2 separate regions of the Mus musculus genome follow, and region 1 is linked to region 2. Evidence: chromatin contacts called from public HiChIP or PLAC-seq data. All regions are on one chromosome and are shown on one strand. The core of a region is the stretch at or near the end of the contact, and the rest is flanking DNA. Distances in the headings are between cores, read along the strand shown. Region 1 overlaps Gm46587 (a long non-coding RNA gene). Region 2 holds the start of 4833418N02Rik (RIKEN cDNA 4833418N02 gene).

Evidence for each region. HiChIP or PLAC-seq counts read pairs in DNA pulled down with a chosen protein or histone mark.
Region 1: an H3K27ac HiChIP or PLAC-seq map of epiblast stem cells shows a contact between it and region 2. The contact joins the enhancer-like site here to the promoter of 4833418N02Rik in region 2. A contact is called at or near these places in 1 of 39 promoter capture datasets (embryonic stem cells), 5 of 484 Hi-C or Micro-C datasets (bone marrow-derived macrophages, embryonic fibroblasts, embryonic stem cells and 2 more), 40 of 115 datasets of contacts at active chromatin or transcription factors (the 230-238 cell line, CD8 T cells, the HPC-7 cell line and 27 more) and 3 of 9 other capture datasets (adipose tissue, liver and pancreatic islet).

Annotation. Positions count from the first base shown.
Region 1 is chr17:87,553,969-87,560,120 of GRCm38.p6, reverse strand. Gm46587 (a long non-coding RNA gene) reads left to right here. Exons shown (of 2, transcript XR_001782168.1): 2 at 175-1,024. Among named protein-coding and RNA genes, the nearest start is that of Gm46587, 14 kb to the left of the region's middle. Within about 2 kb of position 1,525, at least 9 of the 459 cell types and tissues checked have an H3K27ac peak or open chromatin away from gene starts, as enhancers often do. A contact at or near this core is called in the SCID.adh cell line, differentiating embryonic stem cells and epiblast stem cells, where this site is marked.
Region 2 is chr17:87,280,704-87,286,958 of GRCm38.p6, reverse strand. It overlaps 4833418N02Rik (RIKEN cDNA 4833418N02 gene), which reads left to right and starts at 4,145. Exons shown (of 5, transcript NR_015506.3): 1 at 4,145-4,785; 2 at 6,197-6,255. It overlaps Ttc7 (tetratricopeptide repeat domain 7), which reads right to left and starts at 4,073. Exons shown (of 20, transcript NM_028639.3): 1 at 3,549-4,073. The coding sequence starts at 3,735.

The sequences.
Region 1 (6,152 bases), core at 276-2,775, 280 kb before region 2:
CTGTCCTGGAACTCACTCTGTAGACCAGGCTAGCCTCGAACTCAGAAATCCGCCTGCCTCTGCCTCCCAAGTGCTGGGATTAAAGGCGTGCGCCGCCACGCCCGGCTGAGAACATAAATTATCTTTATAAACCAAGAATTAACTTGCTTCCTTTTCCATATTTATTTGTCCCAGGCTGGCTCCAAACTCACATGTGGCCAAGATTGCCCTTGAACTCCTGACCCTCTCAAGTGTAAGGATTATGGGCGAGAGTCACCGCATTCAGCTCAGTCGCCTGGTCTTGCTCAGTGAACAGCTGGAGCAATTACACCTATTGAAAGGAGCTCACCCTAAGTGGAAAAAGGAAGCCAGCGACTGTGCCTTCACCTGATTGAGGATTGCCAAGCAGGAAGCCAAAGGTGCAGAGGAGGAGGCCCAGGAACCTCAGTGGAGCCCAACAGTCACTGCAGGCCGCTCATCCTCACACCTATTGCAGAATGAACAAGGAAATTAAGCACAACGCCTGAAGCTCCAGCTCTTATCTATCCTGGGAAGAGCCAAAGCCCGTCTGAACCTGAGCGAAACTGGGCACAGTGGCTCCGTGGAACTTGTCTCCACCCTGCTCTCTCCGAGGAACTTCCATCTCTCTCCATCCTGCTCCCCCCACCTCCCACCCCTCTCGTTCCTTCTTCTTTTTTTGTGTGCCCAGTGCCCCAGGGTCCCAGCATCTTGCCATCCTTCATCCCCTTTCGAGTTAACTGCATCATCTACTAAATGGGTACAAAGATGTGTAGCTGACATGATGACACTGGATGATAGGGTTGTTGAAATGCTTACTGAAGTTAAATGAAGTACGCATGTACCAGGCAGGTAGTAGGTGTTCAATAGATCCACCACTTCACTCTCTAGAGAAGTTTGGCCTTCGTTGTCTCCCTTAGTCTGAGAGTGATTTTGTGTTTTCTCACCTTGTCCCTTGTGTCTGAGTAATGACACTTCAGTGACTCACACAAGCTAGTTTTTATTTTAATAAATATTTATGCATTCATTTATCCTTGTGCGTGCGTGCGTGCGTGTGTGTGTGTGTGTGTGTGTGTGTGTGAGCGCACACAAGCCTGTGTGTGCATGGCTATGGGTACCACACTCATTTTTCTTAGCTTTAACTACTGTCAGCAGAGAAGGATGTGAGTGAGAGAGTTTATCATTGGTGTTTGGCTGTGTGTTCTGAGCTGCTTTCTTGCGTATGCACTCAGAATCTATTAGATTTGGAGGGGGGCAGGGGCAGGGTGTCACTATGTAGCCCTAGCTAGCCTGGAACTCACTATGTAGAATAGACTAATCTAGAACTGACAGGGATCCGTCTGCTTGTGCCTCCTGGGTGCTGCTGGGATTAAAGGTATACACTGCCATGCCTGGCCTTCATTTATGAGGAGTAAGAACTGCTTTTCCTGTCTGTCTTGGCAACTGGTTTGCTGAAGGGATGGCCCTTTTCATGTGCAAATAGCCCACCTCCATTTCTTTACCACTGAGCTGTTGGGCCCAGCTGAGAAACAATCCAAGAAAGGGCATAAGATGAGTCAGGAGGCCTCCTGGGGTTAACCACTGAAGCTAACGTTTGCCTGAAACCCAAGTCCAGCATCCCAGTCACCTGCATGCTTTGACTGTTCCCATGGGTGGTATTGTAAGGGTGAAAGACACAAAGGATTTCAAAGACTCACTGGGAAAAAAAGGAAGCACAATATTTATTAACAATATTTTAGCTGGGCAGTGGTGGCGCACGCCTTTAATCCTAGCACTAGGGAGGCAGAGGCAGGTGGATTTCTGGATTCAAGACCAACCTGGTCTACAGAGCGAGCTCTGTGACAGCCAAGTCTACACAAAGAAATTCTGTCGTGAAAAGCCAAACCAAAAAAAAAAAAAAACTAAACTAAACTGTACTGGCTACTTTTGTGTCAACTTGACACAGCTGGAGTTATCACAGAAAAGGGAGCTTCAGTTGGGGAAATGCCTCCATGAGATCCAGCTGTAAGGCATTTTCTCAATTAGTGATCAAGGGGGAAAGGCCCCTTGTGGGTGGGACCATCTCTGGGCTGGTAGTCTTGGTTCTATAAGAGAGCAGGCTGAGCAAGCCAGTAAGGAACATCCCTCCATGGCCTCTGCATCAGCTCCTGCTTCCTGACCTGCTTGAGTTCCAGTCCTGACTTCCTTGGTGATGAACAGCAATGTGGAAGTGTAAGCTGAATAAACCCTTTCCTCCCCAACTTGCTTCTTGGTTATGATATTTTGTCCAGGAATAGAAACCCTGACTAAGACACTAAACTAAAAAAACTCCAATATTTTTTCCATCTGGCCATGGTGGTACGTGCCTGTGTTTCCTACATGCAAGAGATGGAGGCGAGAGGAGCAGAAGTTTAAGGCCATTCTCAGAAAATTCAAGGCTCTCCTGAACCACGTGAGATCGCCTCAGAAAACCAAAGGAGCAGCAGCAGCAACAACAACAGTAATGATAATGTTTTATTCATATGCTGATGCAATATTTTGACATTTCGGATATATAAACATTATTATCATTAATTTTGATCACTGGGGAGGTAGCTCAGTAGGTAAAATGCTTGCTGGGCAAGCCTAAGTACCCGAATTCAGATCTGTAGTACCCACGTGAAAGCCAGCTGTGGTGGGGTTCTTTGTAAACCCAGCACTGATAGAGAGGAGACAGCCAATCCTGGAGGCCAGCGGCCCTGACCAGTGAACTCCAGGGTCCCTCAGAGATCCTACTTGAAAATAAAATAAAACAAGGCAGAGAGTGATAGGGGAAGGTGCCTGCCACTGCACCACACACACATCAGGAAAGCATTCCTGCACATACGTGCACAGACGTACCGTACTCACGTGTTCACCTTTTGTCTTTTCCAAGACGATTTTTATTTATTTCATCATTTTACTCACCTGCCTCTGTGTGTACATGCTCAAGCATGATTGCAGTGCATGTGTGTGGTGTGTCTTAGTTAGGGTCTCCATTGCTGTGAGCAGACACCATGACCAAGGCAACACTTATAAAGGACAATATTAATTGGGTCTGGCTTCCAGGTTCAGAGGTTCCGTCCATTATCACCATGGTGGGAGGCATGACAGTCATGGTATTGGAGAAGGAGCTAAGAGTTCTGCATCTTCATCTTAAAGCAGTCAGGAGAAGACTGGCATCCTCTAGGAAAAAGCTCCCATTGCCCACCCCCACAGTGACACACTTCCTTCAAGGCCACACCTCCCACAAGGCCACATCTCCTAGTAGTGCCACTCCCTTGCCAAGCAGATTCAAACCACCACACAGCACATGTGTACAGTGCCCGTGGACGCCAGGAGCGAACAACAAAGGACGGATCTCCTGGAGCTGGATTTCCAGTCACCTGACATATGAGCTGAGATTTGAGTCCCAGCCCCACACACACAGGAGGAAGACTTCTTAATTACAGAGTTGCCTCTCCAGCCCATTTCCTTCCTTCCTTCCTTCCTTCCTTCCTTTCTTTCTTTCTTTCTTTCTTTCTTTCTTTCTTTCTTTCTTTCTTTCTTTCTTTCTTTCTTTCTTTCTTTCTTTCTTTTTTGAGACAGGGTTTCTCTGTATAGCCCTGGCTGTCCTGGAACTCACTCTGTAGACCAGGCTGGCCTTGAACTCAGAACTCCGTCTGCCTCTGCCTCCTGAGTGCTTGGATTAAAGGCGTGCGCCACCATGCCCGGCCTCCATTTTCTTTTCTCACATGTGCCGTCTAGAAAGTTGAATGCGACCTATGTGTTCACATGGTAGTGTTCCGACAGTAACATTGGTCTAGCAGGCTGCGGAGGAGGTGGCCTGGATACTTACTGATGATGTCAGGCACACGCAGGCTGTTAGGTTGCGTGCCTGTCCTCAGATAGAACCAGATTCAGATTGGAACCAAATCATGATTACATTTAGGATGAGTTCAGGGAGGAAAGAGTGTCCCACTGCTATGAACTGGATCAACAAATTCTCCACAATTTACTCTGAACTTCTGGCTTTCAAGTCAGGCTGGACAATAGTAGGGTGTGGCCCAGTAAAGATTCCACTGGGGAGAGAAAGTCCCAGTCCAGGAGGGGTAGCTTCTAGAACAGCAGTTCTTAACCTGTGGATCGTATATCAGACATTGTGCATATCAGATATTTACATCTGATTCATAGCAGAGGCAAAATTACAGGTATGAAGTAACAATGCAATAGTTTTGTGTTTGGGGGGGGGTCACCACAACATGAGGAACTGTACTAAAGGTCTCAGGCTTAGGAAGGCTGAGAACCACTGCTCTAGAAGGTTGAGGCTAAGCTGTTGCTTCTGCTATTGGCTTCTTGGTTGTTCTTTTCTCTCGAGTGCAAGCAGCACGCAGGAGTCGGGCGCTGGTAGAGGGCTGGAGCCAGCAGAATTACGTTACATGTGAAAGAAACCCATCACATTATTTAAAAAGATTATCTTGAGATTTAATAAGTACAGATGATTTTATTTCTATTTCCCTCCCATACTCATTAGGATCTCTCTCCCCCTCCCTCTCCCCTTCCCCCTCCCCCTTCCTCTCTCCCCCCTCCCCCTCCCCCTCCCCCTCTCTCCCCCTCCCCCTCTCTCCCCCTCCCTCTCCCTCTCTCTCTTTTTCCAGTATCTTGCTATGTAGCCCAGGTTGTTCTTGAACTACTGATTCTCCTGCTGCTCTTGCCTCCTGAGAGCTGCTGGGATTGCAGACATTGCTGCCACAGCTAGTTTTTGTGGCTCTGGGCATCAGATCCAGGGCTTCCTACATGCTAGGCAAGCATCCCACGAACTTCGCAGCCCAGTGCAGTGCAGGCTAAAGGAGGCAGAGGGTTTTGGAGTGTTGGAGGGGCTCCATGAGCACCCTGTGTTAGGTGTGCACAGGCCTGATGGCTGAAAACTGAGGCTGCTTGTGAGCTAAGAGCATCTGTGAGGTTCTGGGTTCCAACCTTCCCATCTACCTTGTCATGGAGGGTTTGCCTGGTGAATAACCCAGTCTTGGAAATTTTGACTGTTCCTAGGCTCCACAATGGACATCTCATGACCTTTTCCTTCTAGGCAGCATCAGAAGGGAGGGAGCAGGTGGCCAGAAGGCCTGAAGGGAGCTGAGGTCACTCTGCTGCATACAAACCCTGCTCCAGCCCTTGACACTCTAGTACCCACTTCTGAGTCCTGAGAAAAGTTTACAGTTTCAGAAAATCTAATTGTGAAAAGCCAGAATAATGACAAACATTTTCACAGTGTTCCTGGACCAACCTACCTGACACAGAGGACAAGAAAATAACCCCTGCGGCATCCCAGTGGGCATTATTCAGGGGCTTAAGTTGGCTCAAAGCTGGTCTAATTGGATAGCATGCCACTGCCCAGCTCTGGGACAATCACAATGGGCCGTTTTACTGCTAATGGGCTTAGTGTTCAGTAGGGAAGAACATTTCCCATCATGCTTGATGTTTATATTAAATTCCCTGAGAGCTTGTTAGTTCTTGGCCTTTGGCCTTTCACCTGGTCTTTCTTCTGGTCACATTTCCCAGGGAGAGTAAAAGTAGGGGGTGGAGAATAAGCATTCCACCCAGGCCTGGGTCTGGAGTCTGACAGGGATTTGGCTTCTCTGTAGCACACACGGAAACCCAGATAAACACTAGGGCAAAAAGGAAGTCACTTCACAGCAGACCAGTGGGCTTGACAGAACCACATCCATCATGGATGCCTTGACCATCATCCCCACACATCTGTCTAACCAGTGTCTAGCAGACACCCCTGCCCAGAACCTCCCCATCTTTGTTTTGATGCCTTTATTGATGGGATTCCATCGATGCTTAGACTCCTTTAGTGACCCTTTCTTTAAGAGCTCAGAAACCTTCTGTCTTAGTAGGAACCGTGACTAAGGCAGCAGGAGGGCAGAAGAGAGCACCTGGTGTCCCACCCTGGCTTCTACGTGTGCTCTCAGGGTCACGGGTTACCCTCACATGTGCACACAATACGTACCACACACACTTAGACACAATCCCATAGAGCAATGCTTCTTAACCTGTGGGTCTCCTTTGGCAAACCTCTCTCTCCAAAATGTTTACATTACGATTCATCACAGTAGCAAAGTTACTGTTGTGAAACAGCAATGAAAATAATGTTGTGGTTGGCGTCGCCGCAGCAT
Region 2 (6,255 bases), core at 2,896-5,395:
GGTCTCAAGGAGGCAGGGCCCGGCACTTTCCCTAGAGGCTACCACCTCAAACGTGCCCATCTGCAGCTAGGAAGTGTAGGTCAAGTTAGCCCTCTCTCTCCTCCACATCAAACTGGCAAAGGAGTTTCTGTGGCTTCTGTCCCCACAGGCTTGCAGGGACTGGGGCCTTCCAAGCGTGGACTTGGGAGAAGGTGAGAGACCGCCTGCCTCACACACTTACACTGAGGCTCTTTGTAAGTCAGGCTTCCGGCTTTTAAAAAAAAAATCACTCAGCTGAAAAACAAAACCAAAAGATGGTGGTTTGGGGCAGCCATTATGGTGAGTGGTTATATATTTAATAGGTTCTTATTTCATAAATTCGTACTAAAGCATGGGAAAGCAGTGGGCTGAGGACCAGCCTGAAAAGACAGTTGTCCATGATGAGCATCAAGATGGCTCAGCAAGTCAAGAAGTTAGCTACTAAGTCTGACAAGCTGTGTCTGCCCCCAAGGACCCCATGGTGGGAGGAGAAACGTGACTCCTACAAGCTGTCCTCTGACAGGAGAGTACGCGAGCACAAGCGCGCGCACACACACACACACACACACAAATAAAATGTAAGTTAATTTATTAAAAAGATCGTTCATGACCACTGACGTTGGCTGATGGGGTTCCTTCTCCCTTCTAAAAATATTTCGTCAACATTTCGTAATAAAGTGATCACAGACTTAAAGCACTGGCTGGCTGCCAGACGACAGCTCAAGCAAAACTTTTCATCTCGCCTGTCAACCTAAGTTAGGTCCCCAGAACCTCCATGGTGGGAGGGAAAGGTGACTTCCTGCGAGTCAGGTCTCTTAACTTCCATAAGAACTCTCTGGCTCAAGTACACCTGCCCCCTCAGATAAAATAAATAAAAGTAATGGGGGAAAGTTGTTAAAAAAAAAATCAAATCAAAATACTGGGCCGGCTTTGTTTTCACACAACCTCAATGTCACAGGCCGGTCTGCAAAGTTCTTGGCACCCATGCTCACCAAATCGCACGGGATGTGAGTTTGAAGAACACACACACAGATAGTAACTGCCTCCCCCAAGGGAGGAGCCGCCTATTCAGACTGGGGGAAAGGCCTGGGCTGTGTGTGCGGCTTTAGCTCCTTCAGCTAACCTGCTTAGGTGCCAGCTCCTCCGCATCTGATGTCTCTAAGTCTCCACAGAAAGAGCGGACACAGCGGGCCCTCAGGACCTCCGTGAAATGTGGACATCTGTGTTTGGCCACCCCCAACCCCCTTAGTACCTTGTGTCCTTCTCCTCATTAGGTCTCCATCGGGTCACCTACTGCAAAAGTCTGACAGGGCAGGTGAGGTCCTAATAATCTAGGCTAGAAAGGTGGCTCAGTGGTTGTAGGGAACCCAAGGATCAAACACCTTCTTCCTGCCTCCGTGGGCACATTCACTCATGTCCACACAGCCACGTGCAGAATTAAAATACACAAAAATTTAAAAAGGTAAAGATAAATTTTTTTTTAGGGGGGGGGGTCAGGGTTTTACTGTGTACTACGTAGCCCTATCTGACCTGGAACTCACTATGGAGCCCAGGCTGGCCTGGAACTCATAGAGATCCTTCTGTCACTGCCCTCTTTCCAGTGCTGAGAGGTTGTGTGCGCCATCACATACACACACACACACAAAAATCAAGATTCTCCTTCTTAGGCTGCAGTTAGGGGGGTGAGCACCAATATTATTTTTCCCCCGGAAAGAAGTTCCTATTCTCTGAGTAACTACAGAATTCAAAGAAAGAGAAATCTCTGTCCGTCCAAAAATGCGCTTGCATGCTCTGGGCAGTATTTGCTTTCCTTCCTCTTGTGTGTGTGTGTGCGCGCGGGAATGTGCACATATGTGTATGTTGTGTAGGTTGGGATTGTGTATCTAAATTTAACAATGAGAGAAAAATCACCCACAGAGCTGAGCAGGGGAGGCCATCTGTTTTTACTGGTCAGTTGTGTTGTCAAAAAATTACAATACATACACAGCCCAGACTGGCCTCAAACTCAAAACCGCCCTCTGCCTTTGGCTCCTGTGTGACAGAACTGCAGACACGTGATACTATGTCCAGCAGGACTGCACTCTGACTTTAAAGTCCATCTTGGAATCCTTCCTCACCTTTTTGGCTCCCTAAACTTTGTTCTCCTGGGATACTGATGAGCCTTCCTGGGAGGGCTCTGAAGAAGAGTGTAGGAAAAGCAGGCCCACGGGACGAAAGGAGGCTCTGCTTCCTGTCTGGGGCCCAGCACCTTGCTCTGTGGGACCAACCTCACTCATATTCCCACACAAGGTACCAGGTACCAACACCTGAGTGTGTCCCGCGTGCACCAGCCCAGAGGATTCCCATACATTTCCTGGAACAGGGAGAAACTGACCACTTCCCCCTGCCATGCTCAGACCTCCTGGGATTCCTGCATGCAGGATGCTGGGAAATACCTTGCCCTTCTATTGTAGGGTCCGCTGCAACTCTGAAGCCTGCTGCCTTTCCTCTGAGCTCTACAATCTAAGCCATAACTGTCTACCATCCTGCCTCCTATCCACTCTAGTTGCTCTGCAAGGGTACTCATCTTTGAGAGAACACAGGACAAACGAAAAGGTGTACTCAGAATCCTGGGTTCAGATTTCACAACTTACTGGCTGATTGATGAAGCTATTTACCTATAAATACAGCAAATCCAGGAAACAGGAGTCGCTGGGAGGAGTGACGGCTAAAGTCCCGAGGTTGGTGTGGCACACAGTAAGCACTATATTGGATCAGGGTTATAATCACCCCATCGCTCCCACAGAGGTGTCCCGGGCTGGGTGGTTTTGGAAAACTCTTTATAGTCGGACTTATTCTCTGCCCACTTCGGAAAAGGTGGGTGTGCACACGCGGCGGGCTCTGAACCTCTCCCACCGCAGAGAGCAAGACACCCGAAACAGGATCTGGGTCTGAAGACTGGGCGGGGTTCTCCCTCTACCCCATCAGGGTGCTTTCCCGCCCCAGCACAAGAGCCCAGCCCAACTAAACCAGCCCTGCTGCAAAAGCCACAGGCTGCCAGGACTGGATGGGGCCAGTGTCCGCCACTGGCGAAGAAACTGAGGTTCGCCGGCCTCTTCTCTGACCAAACGCATCGGTCTAAGTCTGCTGTGGACAGAGCTTGGTCTCAACTTTATTTGAGGGGAAAATAAGAGAAGACACAGAGGAACAAATTTAACATGAGGGAGTTTCGACAGTTTAGGGAGGCAACGGTCCGGTCTAATGAATGCACTTCTCTGATACCTACAGAAACCTCCATTTCAGGGTAGGGTTACCCACGTGACCTTAAAAGGCAGAGAGCACAAACTTTTCTCTTTCTCTCTCTTCTCTTCAAACACCCAATCTGCAAAGCGATTTTTCTCTTGGGACAGACGACTTTCCTAACTGCCTCGGCAAGCCGGAGGGTAGCACCCAGCGCCGGCTCCGGGACGGGTCGGTTGAGTCGCGCTTCCTGGACGAGGCGGTGCTTTTCGCGCGCTCGCTCCGGGCGAATCTGCCCTTCCCTCACTCACCGGTGTCCAGAGTGGTGAACCTGCCGCTCGGGCTGTTTCGCCGGTTGCTACTGCCGCCGCCGGAAATGCCCAGCATCTGCAGATGCCGGGCCAGCTCGAACATGCGGTCCCACTGGCCCTCGGCGCGGCAGCGCTCCACCTCGCTCTCCACCTTCAGGTGGGTGCCGTGCGCGCCCTTCGCAGCCATCTTCGAGCAGGAGCTGTCATGGGAGGTGCGGCGGAGGAGTGGAGACCAGGCCGGGGGCGGCGTCCAGGCTGGGGAGCACTCTCCAGCAGGCTTGACGGGAGTGCAGACGGCATCCGGGGCCCGGGTGGCAGAGGGGGCCCGGGTAACGGCAAGGGGCCCGCAGCAGCAGCAGCAGCAGCGGCGGCGGCAGCGCCCACCGCACCGCCTGGAGCCTCTGGACTGGGGCTGCGGCTGCGCGACCCCAAGGCGTCCAGAAGCAGCCTCCGCCGCTGCTGCAGCAGCTCCTGACGCTGCTGTCTCCTCCTGTGCAGCAGCTGCTGCCACAGCTCCCGCCCCGTGCCCGGGCGTCTCCAACAGCGGAACCTCCCCGGGCCGCGGCTCCACCCCAAAGTGGGCGTGGCTATCCCCCGCCGGGCTAGGCGAGCCGACCGCCAGCGAGGCCACAGAAGCCAAGCGCGCACACGGCGATCTCGGGCCGCCCTCCGCCGGCTCCCCGCCGCTGACTGGGTGCTCACTTTAATGCTGCGGGGAGCCCGGGAGCCCGGGGGCGCCTCGCTCCCCGTTCCCTCCCCATCCCGTCAGGACTCTTGGCCTGGGGTCCTCCGCCCGGACCGCCCGGCTTTGTGTGGTGGCCCCGTCACCGCCACAGCCTGAGGCACGTCACAAATCCGAGGAGCGGCCGACAGGACAGTCCTGGTCCCGGGCTCTTGGCGGATCCGGGTCGGATGCAACGCGCCCGCCCGCAGGGCTGCGGATAGACCGGCCGGGGCAAGTCCCTAAGCTCTTCGGATGTCCCCAACTCGGAGAGGGTTTATGTTTGTTTTAACTGCCGGACTCCTCTTTCCATCGGAATGCCTACTCTGGGTTCTAAAAGAGGATCTCAGCTGATTTTCCACTTGCTGCTACTTTATTTTGGTGTCTAAAGGCTGATCAGAACTCCAGGGAGCGCCCGACTCCGCTCTGCTCCGCTCTAAGGCCAGCGGTGCCCAGAAGTTCAAAGGACTCTGGGCGGGGCTTGGAGGGCGGAGCCAGGACTACCCTGGCTAGAAGGCAAGTATCGTGACCCCACCCTCGGTGAAACTGGAGCTGTCAATCCTGCCTGGGAATTGAGGATGTAGCTAAAACCACAGCCAACACTGAAAAAAAAATCCCCAGGGCCTGTACTTAAGTCACTTGTTGTGAGGTCCATTCCGAAAACGTTCGAGAATGATTTCAGGCAAGCTTTTCAGTAGTTCGAAACTGACCGCTTTCTACTTCTCCGGGAGGTCCTTCCACTCCCTGCCCCTTGCTGCCGGGAAATTTACAGCTTCAAGTTTCAGTACAGAACTAAGGTTTTCGGGTCTATCAGAGCACAGGCTCCTGACGCCCATTACCAGGGCCGGTCCCTATCAAAACTTCAGCTCCTCCGTGTGATCGAAATGAAGCCCCCTTCCTCCCTGGAAGGCAAGATTCCCTGCCCCTGTGTGCAGAACCTGAGGTTCTGCAGAACTAGGTTTCACGGAGGCGGTGGGGCAGGGGGATGGGGTGGGGAGAGGGTTGGGGAAGGCAGAAAGAGTGAAAGACTGACTTGGGTATCCTGAGAATGCGTTTTCAATTTACCTAGTCAGAGTGTTAGTGGGAGATACCCCTGGGGCCAGAGGGAACAGCAGGATTGACAGAAAGGGGAAGGGTAGACTGATAGAAACAAAGAAACCCCATCTTTTCTTCCCATTCTTTTGTCAACCACGGTTGCAAATACTGGAGGACTGGCTGCAGAGAGCATTAGCTCTTGTCTGTTTGACTCTATCATCAGTTTGAGTGTGGGCACGGGAGGGCACAGAGTTCGTGCCTCAGATACAAAGCAAGTGTTCCTCCAGGCGCCTGACCGCGTCTCAGCTCTTTGCTAGCAGAGCCAAGATCCTCATCTTCTAATGACCAGCATTAGGAAGAGAGAGTGGAAACCTATAGGAAAAAGAACAAACGAAAAAGTCACAGAGCTGTGACTGCATTAATAACATCTGGTGAGATAAAAGGCAAGTAGCAAGTGGGGTTTGTTGCATGTGGTGGTGCACGCCTGCTGTCATAGTATTTGGAAACTAAAGGCAGGGGGATTAAAAAGAATTCAAGGCCAGCCTGGGATACATAGCAAGATCCTTTTTTTTTTTTTTTAAAGAAAAGTAATGTTATTTATTTATTTAATTTACATAATCTTGTATCTCACAGACAAATTCAGGATTAACTTTAGTCAAGACCACTCTGATGCCAGCTTACCAAAGCTGCTAGCCAACATCGTGGTGGTCTCCCAATGATTTTACTGCTCCACATGAAGAGGAACAGCTTTGACCCCAACAGTCTTATTAGTGTTTCTAAGAAAGACAATGAAGTTCATGGAGGAAGTATGGGGGGTTGGGGGGCAGGTTGGTATTTTGTTTGAGACAGGTCTCACTATGTTGCTCTGTCTGGCCTGGAACTCACCGTGTAGACCAAGCATCCTGAGTGCTGATACAAACGGCGTGCACCTCCACAATGAGCAGAAGTGTG